Linked DNA regions of Mus musculus: regions 1, 2 and 3 are each linked to region 4. Evidence: chromatin contacts called from public Hi-C and HiChIP or PLAC-seq data. All regions are on one chromosome and are shown on one strand. The core of a region is the stretch at or near the end of the contact, and the rest is flanking DNA. Distances in the headings are between cores, read along the strand shown. Region 1 overlaps Ptprt (protein tyrosine phosphatase, receptor type, T). Region 2 overlaps Ptprt (protein tyrosine phosphatase, receptor type, T). Region 3 overlaps Ptprt (protein tyrosine phosphatase, receptor type, T). Region 4 holds the start of Ptprt (protein tyrosine phosphatase, receptor type, T).

What was found. Hi-C and Micro-C count contacts between places; a contact is called where the count stands out from the background. HiChIP or PLAC-seq counts read pairs in DNA pulled down with a chosen protein or histone mark.
Region 1: a contact with region 4 is called in a Hi-C map of cerebral cortex, with 5 times the contacts expected there. The contact joins the enhancer-like site here to the promoter of Ptprt in region 4. A contact is called at or near these places in 4 of 39 promoter capture datasets (frontonasal cranial neural crest, hippocampal neurons, liver and 1 more), 4 of 484 Hi-C or Micro-C datasets (cerebral cortex, cortical neurons, forebrain and 1 more), 7 of 115 datasets of contacts at active chromatin or transcription factors (embryonic basal ganglia, embryonic forebrain, embryonic hindbrain and 4 more) and 1 of 9 other capture datasets (embryonic stem cells).
Region 2: a contact with region 4 is called in an H3K4me3 HiChIP or PLAC-seq map of forebrain, with 31 times the contacts expected there. The contact joins the enhancer-like site here to the promoter of Ptprt in region 4. A contact is called at or near these places in 11 of 39 promoter capture datasets (the 3T3-L1 cell line, HPC-7-derived erythroid cells, cranial neural crest and 6 more), 5 of 484 Hi-C or Micro-C datasets (the AML12 cell line, cerebellar granule neurons, cerebellum and 2 more), 3 of 115 datasets of contacts at active chromatin or transcription factors (embryonic forebrain, embryonic stem cells and forebrain) and 1 of 9 other capture datasets (adipose tissue).
Region 3: a contact with region 4 is called in a Hi-C map of cerebellum, with 2.2 times the contacts expected there. The contact joins the enhancer-like site here to the promoter of Ptprt in region 4. A contact is called at or near these places in 7 of 39 promoter capture datasets (the 3T3-L1 cell line, cranial neural crest, frontonasal cranial neural crest and 3 more), 3 of 484 Hi-C or Micro-C datasets (cerebellar granule neurons, cerebellum and cerebral cortex), 6 of 115 datasets of contacts at active chromatin or transcription factors (astrocytes, embryonic forebrain, embryonic midbrain and 3 more) and 1 of 9 other capture datasets (embryonic stem cells).

Annotation. Positions count from the first base shown.
Region 1 is chr2:161,798,744-161,801,443 of GRCm38.p6, reverse strand. The region is part of intron 11 of Ptprt (protein tyrosine phosphatase, receptor type, T); the gene reads left to right. Among named protein-coding and RNA genes, the nearest start is that of Gm35374, 410 kb to the right of the region's middle. Within about 2 kb of position 1,298, at least 17 of the 459 cell types and tissues checked have an H3K27ac peak or open chromatin away from gene starts, as enhancers often do. A contact at or near this core is called in cerebral cortex, cortical neurons and hippocampal neurons, where this site is marked.
Region 2 is chr2:161,857,605-161,860,304 of GRCm38.p6, reverse strand. All of the region lies in intron 9 of Ptprt (protein tyrosine phosphatase, receptor type, T), which reads left to right. Among named protein-coding and RNA genes, the nearest start is that of Gm35374, 470 kb to the right of the region's middle. Within about 2 kb of position 1,319, at least 4 of the 459 cell types and tissues checked have an H3K27ac peak or open chromatin away from gene starts, as enhancers often do. A contact at or near this core is called in cerebellum and forebrain, where this site is marked.
Region 3 is chr2:161,960,289-161,962,988 of GRCm38.p6, reverse strand. The region is part of intron 7 of Ptprt (protein tyrosine phosphatase, receptor type, T); the gene reads left to right. Among named protein-coding and RNA genes, the nearest start is that of Ptprtos, 430 kb to the left of the region's middle. Within about 2 kb of position 1,283, at least 9 of the 459 cell types and tissues checked have an H3K27ac peak or open chromatin away from gene starts, as enhancers often do. A contact at or near this core is called in cerebellum, where this site is marked.
Region 4 is chr2:162,659,874-162,662,573 of GRCm38.p6, reverse strand. Ptprt (protein tyrosine phosphatase, receptor type, T) reads left to right here and starts at 1,427. Exons shown (of 31, transcript NM_001291150.1): 1 at 1,427-1,774. The coding sequence starts at 1,675. It overlaps 9430021M05Rik (RIKEN cDNA 9430021M05 gene), which reads right to left and starts at 1,411. Exons shown (of 4, transcript NR_033569.1): 1 at 1,148-1,411; 2 at 778-853.

The DNA.
Region 1 (2,700 bases), core at 49-2,548, 860 kb after region 4:
TGAAACGCAGGGTGATTAGTTGCAGTGAAAATTGGAGACCCAACCAACTTTTAAAGAATGAAGAAACTTTACTGGGGGAAAAAAAACAGAAAACTATTGCCAAATTTCCTCCAGGATTCCTTTAATAACAGCAAAGCCCGGAGTGAGAGCACACGGAACAATCACAGAAGGGTTTTGCTGGTCCGTGGAGCTACAGCGAGCAAAATTGGAATCATTACCATCTGATTCTCAGACACCAGCATATGATTGTGTCCAATTAGGAAGAAGAAATGAAAATTTGGAGGATTTATTAGCATGGGGCAGCCTGAGGAGTTTGTAAGTCCCAGTTCACATGGAGGTAGATGAGAGACAGCAATTACAATCATTCTCTAAGCCGTGTTTGTTTTGTTCAGGTCCCCCCGGTTCTCCTGGCCACCTTTGCTAGGGACTAAATATGAGGAGTTCTGTGTGCCCTGATTTGCAGGGAGCATTTGGTAGAGATGAGAGGTATTTCATATAACCTGTAAGAAGATTTAACTCTGTAAGTAACTAACACTGCTTGTATCTGTGCCCAAAAGCATGCTGGGAATGTATCACACTGGATTAGGGAACATGAGAAGCCAGATAAAAGAAGCAGCAGTGGAAATAAGAAATAAGAGGATGCATGCTGTTGTATTTTCTTCCCACAGTCTAACTATGGCACTAAAGGAATATACCATTTTAATTAGAGATATGTGGAACCACCAAAGGAGATGGGTCAGTCCTGTGTCGAACCAAAGAACAACAGGCAGACAGATAATTCAGTCTTATTACAAAAGCAAAAAAGCAGAAAGGCAAAGTATGTGAAACTATGGATATGTTGATTTCGCTTTGCTATGGTAATTTCTGTGCATCTCTCCTTATCTTACTATCTATCGCCCATCTATAGCAGCGTACATAACTTGGATATATGTACTAAAGTTTATCTCTTTAAGGAAAGAACAATTTTACAGGAAAACACCAGGGGAAAAAAGGCAACACTTGAATAATATAGATGGGGTGCATTCACTTGGTCTCAGCCTAGCTACACTGCTGAGTTCCCATTATAAACCAGCCCTGCCAGCCTCTACCCTCACTCTGCTGCCCAGCAATCCAGCTTACCAAGAACTGGCTCTGGTGTTGGGATTTTGGATTGTATTACTCAGTCTCAAATCAAGGAGGGGGAAAAAACAGGTGTTTGGAGGAGAGTATTTTAAATGGAGCAGTCGATGGAACACGAAGAGTGAGCGTGTTCTATTTTGAACTGTCTGCCATCTGGAGAGATGGAGACTGGGGCTGTTGCTGCCAGGATGGAGAGAAGAGAGTGGTTGCCATGTTCACCTCCTACCACAGGGGCTATTTAAGCTCTAAACGTCTGTGGTGCCGGAGAGGCGTCTGAGCAGAGGTTTGCACTTGGAAACTTCAGCATCACTGTGGTGTCTGCAAATCAAGCAAAGAGGAGGACCACATTCAAGGACAGTGCAGAGGTGAGTAGCAGGAGAGAGTTCTGTGATGCTGTACCAAGGGACGGCTCAAAGAAGGGAGAAGGCTAGGCTTGTGAAGAAGTAGAAAGAAACCCGTGTTAGTATGATTATAGTATAACCTTATGAAACAGGAAAGTTAAGGAAACTGATTACAAGAAAAAAAATGGCCAACATTTTTACTTTAACCTCTAATAGAAAATAAGAAAGAGAACTGGAGGGATGGCTCCGTGGTAAAGTACCAACTGTTCATGCAAAGAACTACATTCAGATTACCAGCATCCATAGCAGACAGGACACAACTGAGTGTAACTCCAAATCCAGAGGGATCAGCCACCTCTGTCATCCACAGGCATCTGCACTCACATGTACACGCCCACACACAGATGTACACATACCCCATCCATGGGCACCTGCACTCACATGTACACGCCCACACACAGATGTACACATACCCCATCCATGGGCACCTGCACTCACATGTACACACACACACACAGATGTACACATACCCCATCCATGGGCACCTGCACTCACATGTACACACACACACACAGATATACACATACCCCATCCATGGGCACCTGCACTCACATGTACACACACACACACACACAGATGTACACATACCCCATCCATGGGCACCTGCACTCACATGTACACACACACACACAGATATACACATACACCATCCATGGGCACCTGCACTCACATGTACACACACACACACACACACAGATGTACACATACACCATCCATGGGCACCTGCACTCACATGTACACACACACACACAGATGTACACATACCCCATCCATGGGCACCTGCACTCACATGTACACACACACACACAGATATACACATACACCATCCATGGGCACCTGCACTCACATGCACACACACACACACACAGATGTACACATATATCATCTATGGGCACCTGCACTCAAGTGCACACACCCACACACAGCCATACACATACATATAATGCTTTACACATGAAAAGAAAATTTAAGAGCTACATAAGTTGATCAGGAACAATAGGAAAGTTAACTGAAGTGCCATAACGGGAAACATCTGGGCGAGGTTTGCTTAAAACTAATCTGAAGGTAAGGGCAGAACGTGAGCTGCTGGTGCAACTCTTGCAGAGAACCAGGGTTCTGTTCACAGCACCCACATTTGGCAGCTCACAACTGCGTGTACCTTCAGCTCCTGCAGATTCCA
Region 2 (2,700 bases), core at 70-2,569, 800 kb after region 4:
GAGTCTTTGGCTCTTTCACACAGTTTCCCTTTTACTGTTTGTAATGCTTTATCTTCCAGAGGCAAACGGGACATCTTTCTGAAAATGAGCATGTAAATCTCTGCATTTCTCACAAATATGTTGGTTGCCTGCTTGTCTCCAGCCTCTTGGGCCCAATTAGCTGAAAACAGACCCTCATCTGTTTTGTCCCAGGCATGGATGGTTCCAAATAATAGAAACCCATCCACCTGGCTTAATCAAGAGAGAAAGATTTGCTGGAAAGCATGGGATGAATCCCAAGTCTCAAATCAGGGAGGCTGTGGGAAAAGCAGCACTAACCTGAGAAACTGAGACGTCGACCTCACCTTTCTTTCTGTCCCCTTCATGCTCCCTCTGCCTTCTCTGTTACCCTGTTTCATTCAGTCCCTAGTCCAGTCCTCTTTTCTCTGGCTCCTATGCTATGTCTACTTTACCTGGACTACTGTAACATTCTGCATCCCATCCTCTTGTAATTGTTCTTAGCCTGTTTGGAGTGAGATCACCAGACATCACAAAGGATATGGCTATCCCAAGACAAAACGTGTGTTCACCAGCTTTGACACTGACAGCGTGCTGCCTGGCCCCCTCAGCCACTCTCCTTTAAGACAGTGCTGGGCATGAGCGTTATAGCGTGTGAGCACTACAATAGTAGTACTCACTGCTATTGTTTAAAGGGTTAGGGTTTGGTGAGACTTGTCTATGTTCCTGTGTGGTATTTGATCCAGCTGACTCTCATTGCTGCCTTTGTATTATCTATGTGTGTGCGTGTATGCAGATGGTTCTCTTACCTACAAAACAGAGTGTAGAAATAATAGATTCTCTTTACGTGATCTCTACTATAGTAAAACGGATTGGGAGAAACATTTCAAAAACAACTTCTCGCTGTATAAATATTACACTCTTACCACTTTTCCCCCTTCCCAGGCTTCTTACCACCCTGCCAGGGTTTACACCAAGTGTTGGCTTGGTTCTGCTGAACTATCAGGGAGCGTTCGGAAGTGATGGTATTCAGGATGGGGAGATAGAGGAAGAAATCATTAAGTTCCTGGGAAATTAAACCTATGATACATTAAAATGCCAAGCCTGATAATGTTTTTAAATAAAGGTTAATTTACTTAGTATTTTAACATTTATATTTGAGTTATTCTAAGCTGAAATGTGAGTCAGCCAATCTGCTTTTCTAAACTTCTGCTCTTAGATTCCTGTCCTGATAAAAAGTAGATACTATGCTTCTGAGCCAGAAAGTGGTGGTGGTGAGGTATCTTAAGCTTCGCCATCTCCCTCACATCCCACATCCACCTCCTTACCAAATACCCCTTATAGCTTCATCTGTTAAGCCTTGCCTCAACTACAGAAATAGCCCAGCATAGTGCTACCAACTCTACCTGCTCAAAATCCCTTCATGGTTTTCTTCTCTCTTGGGCTTGACTAGTGTGACTTTCCAGGCACCTTCTTCTGTTCCCATCCTTGATCATGTCAGCATCCTTGTCGTACCCTTAATACACCGTAAAAATCTAGTTTTGGCCCTTGCAATCACCATTTCTTTATAGAGATACCCTCTTCTACATTCTTTCTGCCTTTTCCAGTATCCCTTATCCAATAATATTTGGTCCCTTGATGTTGTATTTTTGAACTCACTCTGAAAGGGGTAGTCCTGTCATTATCTGGCTTCTCATCTTGTGAATATCTTTCTGAAATCCTTCTCAAACACAGCAGGGATTTAAATACCATCTGCTCTTCTGGCAGAACACCTTGAAGGCAGAAATTGTAGCAGTCACAATTGTAGCCTTAGAATCTTGCACAGGACCAGGAAAAGGGGACTCTGATTAAAAAAAAAACTTGAATAAATGAATCAACCAATCAGTCATGTGTTTCCGTCTAGATCCATTCTTACTAGGGAGAGGGAAGCCATATATGAGTCCCATATGGTTGGAGTGATATATGCAAATCAAAGTCCAGCATTTTGCTAAGATGCCAGCGATCTGTTGTACTCTGCCCTGTAGTCTCATTAATAAAGAGAGCATAGAGTCCAACCCAAGATATGCTGTAGATATGACTCTGACTAAAGATAGAGACATGACATACTTTCAGACCCCATTGTAGGTTGATATGCAACTGGATGGTGGACACATTCCAAAGTGAGCAGGGACTGTTTTCTTGACTGTCTGTAATGACCATCTGGATTCAATTGTTAATGTTCAATCCTATTTGTTGCTAAGGCAACCCAGTTATAGGCTATCCTCACTTTACCAAAGGTGATATTGCCAGAGTCATCTTATAAGTCAGATTTGGAAAGACACAATATATTTTCCTAGGTGAAAAGTGATGTTAATGGTGACTAGAACCTAGAGAATTGCATTTAACTCATATTGTTGCAATACTTGTGCAAAATGAGTCAGTAAATATATCCCATGCTGCCCAGCTCACAGCAATATTTTGGAACAATCTGGTCATGAGAGGAAAATCAGCCTCTTTCCAATATTCTCCAAAACTGGTTTGAGCCTCAGGATATCCTGTGTTTAGACTGTAATTTTCCCAAAGTTGTTTGAATGCCTGGCTTATCCTGGAAGAGTTTATTAGGATCCATCATTCTAGTCATATGCACATCAAAATAAGGATCTTTTGTGGGCTCCAGAAATATGTGGACTTAAAAAGACCCCACCCTGGTGATTCCAGCATTCT
Region 3 (2,700 bases), core at 34-2,533, 700 kb after region 4:
TATTTGCCAGAGTGACATACCATAAACATAATTAAAGGGCAGTTCTTCCCAGACATTGAGAAATGAATGTGTGGAACAGCACCCCCACAAGGCAGTTTGACTAGAAACAAATTAAGTAAAAGGATATATGTAAGGGACAGGCATAAAATGTGCACCAGCCTGGTCTGATAAGTAGAAATGGGCTCATGAGACCAATAATCAAAGCAACAACAACACACCTGTATGGAGCGGCTTGGCACATACAGTGTTCTAGGCAGCTGGTTTGGGTTCTGACTCCAGCTCTGCCACATAGTATCTGTTGGAATGATAGACAGGTTGCTTAATCTCTCTTTTTCTCTATCCCATACTTTCCTTAGCATCAGCTGGAGACATTCAAAGTACCTAACCTGGTTAATTGCCATGGAAGGTTAAATGAGTTAATCTCTACTTGTAAAATCACTCACAATGGTTCCTGGTGCCCAGGAACGGCTGGTAGGTAAAATTACCTTATAAGTGTGTTTCTGTTCTTCAGATTCATGAAGGATCCTGCTGGGCCATTTTGCAAATTAGACATTCAGCTCAAGAACTCTGTTGCCAGCCTTCTCACACAGCTTGAGTTCAAGCCCTCCTTGGAGTGACTGTGAGGCCAGCCCTCTTTCCTCTGCCTCTGATAATGTTCTTACACGAAGTTTTCACTAGAATCAGACTCTAGGACCCACCTTTCTATTTGGCAGATGTTCCTAAAGCAAATTCTGACAAAAAAAAAAAAGTGGTATTTTGAGAATTCTACCTTAGTCTTGGGTTTTTTTTTTTTACTTCCTCATACTTAAAAAGCCACAATTAAAAGGAAATGGGAAGATTATAAAACACACACACACACACACATACACACACACACACACACACAAACACACAGAGGGTAATTATTGATTTTATTAAAAACATCTATCATACAGCCACACAGCCATTGTTATTTCAAGCCTGGGAATACAATGCACACTATTAAGCCATTTGATGATTCAAGATAAAAGCATGAGTAAATATGCTAATGAAAGTGCCAGCCCGCATCAAGATGCCCACCACTGATCAACCTCAGACAGATCTGGCTGCCTAAATGATCCCTTTGTGAACTTCCTATTCAACCTGGTTTTCTAGCGAGTTAGCTATTTTATGCAAAAAAAAAAAAAAAAAAAAAAAAAAAGGAGAGTAATGAAATGAAATTCTGTGTGATCCCTGGGCCTGGCTGCCAACCCTGGACTCCTGCCCTCTGGCTACTGTTCCAACTCATTTTCATTGTCTTCTTAGTAGAAAACCAGGCCCCTGGCATTCTCTTACCAATTTCTATTCTCCTGTCTGCAGGGGCAGGAACCCAATGCAATCAGTGGGGATCATGTTTGTCAAGCCTCAGTTGTTGGCCAGATCTCATGCTGGATTCTTCATGCATTAAGACATATGGTCTAATTTTTTCTATTTCATCCTTCTCCCTGACCTGCCTTACAGAGAAGCTGTAGGCTCCAAAACGATAAGTATTTTAGTGAGATAATCACACATTTGGAATACTGTTGTTCCTTTCCCCAGATGGCTCAGCCCCTCTGTCATCTTGGGTCAGATGTACCAATGAGAGTATAATTGACACACGTCTCACAGAGTGAGAGCCGCAGGGGCTAGTTCGAGTATCACCATTTTCTCTGCAATCTGTTTCATCAGCTTGAGTCTCATGTAATTAGGATTGGTAGAGCTGTATTTTAACCTGCCCGTGGACATGTAACACTTGCTGTTGGAGACTACAGATGCAAGGGTATACTTTTAGTGGAGCATAACCTTGCCTGTACTGTACCTAGCCAAGCCTGAGCAACTCATTCAGACCTTGGGATCTGGGATATAAATACCATTCTCTCTGTTTTCAAAGATCTCACTTTTTCTAATGCCCCAGGCTTTTAAAATGGCACTTGGGTTAGCCTCTAGTGTCATGGACACAGTGCTCACCCTGTGAAGTTCAAAAAGTGATGCTGATGGAACCTTGTGAGATGCTTTGCATGGACTCTGAGGATCCCAGTAGGAGAAAGCATAGGTCCCTGGAGCTCAAGGTCAGAATAAAATGTATTAGTTCATTCTGTAACCTTACACTGGACTCAGGGCAGCTGTCTCCTCTCTTCTTTCTTCCCTGTGTGTAATGGAAATTATACCATCAATCCATGGAGTCCCTGGCCTCTAAGAAACCTTGACATCAAACAGTATCTTCCCTTCTTTCTCAAGCCAGGGAAGATAGATTTTTAGGGATTATGCGAGATACTATGGAGCATTGTTCATTACCTCAGTGGAGGAAAATGTTATGAGATATGAGTCCAGTTGAAGAGGAGATAGCTGTTAGGTTTCAGACTCACAACAAGGGGCTGAGGGGCATATTTTACATGCCAAAGCAGATCTTTCCTCCAGATTCTCCCAGCATCCCTCAGTCCCTACCTGGCACTGCCCAAGCCCAACCTCAAACTTTTCAGCCCAGGGGCTGGGCTGCTCTTAGCTCAGAGGCTCTCCTTATATAATCCAAACACTTTGGTCTCTCCTCTTTTCTACCCCCTCCCCCATTTCCTTCTCTCTGCAAGTAGGCTTTCTCTTCTTCTTGCCACCCCTTCCCTTTCCTTCCCAAGGTGATTTCCTTGGCCTCCTGCGAACTCACCCTCATAAGAGCAACTTCCAAATAAACCTAAACACACACATACA
Region 4 (2,700 bases), core at 178-2,677:
CCGCCACTCCCCCCCCCCCCAAAACCCCCCAGAGCACAAACCCTATTCCCTGGAGTGAGGGCTAAGCAGCAGGGTTTTCTTTTTTTTGGGGGGGGGAGGGGTCCTCTCCCCTGGGAGAGTGCTTTGACCAGGGAAGTGTGGGAGGTGCTTGGCCATGCAATGGGCTGGCCCCTGTGTTTATCTTGAGAAAAGTGGAGGCTGTGGAGGTGGAGGGAGGTCGTTCAGAGCCAGGTGGAAGCATTTGCCTGGAATTACAAGTGTGGGCTGAGAGAAATAAATGGGCTGGTGTTCAATAAAAAACGTCCACCTCGGCAGAGCTGGGGTACCAGTGAGGCTCTGCCAAAGCAACTCCAACCCAGAGCCCCTGGTGCCCCACTTTTGGAGATGCTGGCTGTGTTTGACTTCCATATGACTCCTAATGGTCTGTCTGTCCGGTTCAGTCCTTTGGGACTCCAACAAGGGAGTGGAATGGGGAGGGGGAAACACTTTGTTAAACCGAAGGAGGGCTTTGGGCAGGCAGTAAAGTGTTTACAAAGTAGGAATCCCTTCAGCATCTTTGGGTGTCCTTATCGAAGGCCTTTATATACAAGGCTCACATCCCTCCCCTGGTGGCAGGCCTGTGGGCTGTGGCAGGCACTGCCCAGTGATCTATGTCTTTAGGCCTTCAGCCCCAGCCAGGTCTTTGTTCAGACCAGGAAGCAAAAGGGGGAAAGCTCCATTTCTCTCTGAAAGGGAGAACAGGGGAGGCAGCTAGAGAAGGGGGAGAGATTCCCACACCTGTGTGTGTAGGGCGGGGTTAGGGACAAGAGAAAGAGATGTGTTGTGATTAAGGTCGGCTGTGCTGGACTGCTGACTAGATGATAGGGGATGAGGAAAGAGGGAGGGAAAGGGAGAGAGAAAGAAAGAGAAAGGGAGAATATGAATATACGAGAGAATTTTAGGGTGTGCAGGAGACCCTTCAACAGCTGTCCCCAGCTTTGCGAAGCATCCCCCTCCCGCAATTCACAGCCCTGTAGCGTCCGGAGTTGATCGGGCCTCTCCCTCCCCCTGCCTGCTCGCACTGCCCCCCCCCCCCCCAGTCACCTGTTCTCCCACCCTTACTTCAAAGGCTGTTCCAGGTTTCTCTCCTCCCCCCATCGCCTCGTACCTGCGCCCCCGCAGGGTAGCCTGAAAGCGATGCTCAGCTGGGTGGTGTGGCGCGGGGCGAAGAGGCGAATACCCCGCAGATCCTGTGTGTGCAAGAGCGATGTGTGTACGCGCTTGAGTGCGCGAGCGGCCCCGAGCCGGCCAGCCCGGGAGAGGGTGCGTGGGGGAGCCCGCGAGTGGCAGCCGCGGGCGTGTGCCAGGCGCGGGCGGGCGTGCGCGCGAGGGTGTGTGTGCGTGGCCGAGGCGGAGCGCCCGGGCGGGCGGCGGCGACGGCGGCGGCGTTAGGACTCTGGGGACACCGCCCCCCGGCCCCCGCGTCCCGCCCCCGCCCAGCCTCGCGCCTCAGTTCGCGCCGCGCCTGGGCTCGGAGCGCAGCGGCGCCGGCTCCCGCAGCCGGAGAGGAGCCAGCCCCGGGAGCCCAGCGGCGCGCACTGCCTGCAGCCGCGCTGGCGATGCGGGGCCGCCCCGCGCCCGCCCGAGTCCCGGCCCCGGCGCCCTCGGGAAGGGGCTGAGCCGCTTGCCGCCCGGATGGGGAGCCTTGGCGGGCTCGCCCTCTGCCTGCTCCGGCTCCTGCTCCTGGGGCTGCAGCGGCCGCCGTTGCCCGGCGCCGGAGCGCAGAGCGCCGCAGGTGAGTGCGCCCGCCGGGCTCCCCGGGCCCCTTCGCTCTCCCCAGCCCTGGGAGGAGAAAGTTGGGTCCCGTGGCCAGGGGATGCCGGGGCCCGGTGGGAGTCCCGTCCCAACCTCCGGACGCAGCTGCTGTGTCCAGGCGTGCCCAGTCCCGCTCCAGGTCCCCCCCTGGCCCCTCGTCGCCTTACTTTCCTGCCGCTTCCCCCCCACCCCCGGGCGGGAGTAACTTTGCGCGGCTGTTGCGAATATTTCCACTTGCTGCCTCCCACTTGTCGGAACCTGTCACTCGAGTGTTTCGGGGTGGAGGGAGGAGGCGCCGCTTCTCGCCCGGCGCGGAGCACTGTCACCCGGGCAGCTTCCTGGGCTGCGCGCTCTTGGAGTGGGGAGCACAGGTCCCTAGCAGGCCCAGGCTGCCAGGGCGGTGGCTTTTCCTTTCTCCTGGGAGACACTGAAGATCATCCAGTGTTGTTCTAAACACGCCGCTCCCCTTAGCGAGCCCTTAGCAGCTGGGACTTCCCATGGGAGTGTTCTTGTGAATGACCCACTCGGCTAAACCCTCACCTCACCTCGTGGCTCTGTCCAGAGTAATGGGTACCCTGCTAAGGCCCTTTAAGTGCAGTGGCTTTGATCAGTGAGCTAGTGGGCTTCTGAAAACTTCGGGACACTCGTCTTTCGGCTTGCCCATGGGCAGGTAGCTAGTTCCCCAGAGTGTGTCTAGTGTCTTCTTAGTGGCGACTGAGCTGAAGAGACCACTACCGAGGGTCTCTCTCATCACTAAAACCCCACTGGTAGGGCTTCCTTCCGTGAGTCCCTTAAAGAGGGAAGGAGAGGTGGGGAGGGATACCTCCAAGTTCAAAATCACCTCGAAGTTTCTTAGCACCTTTGGTTTAGGAGTGACCACACTGAGCTGCTGTCGCTGGTCGGGGT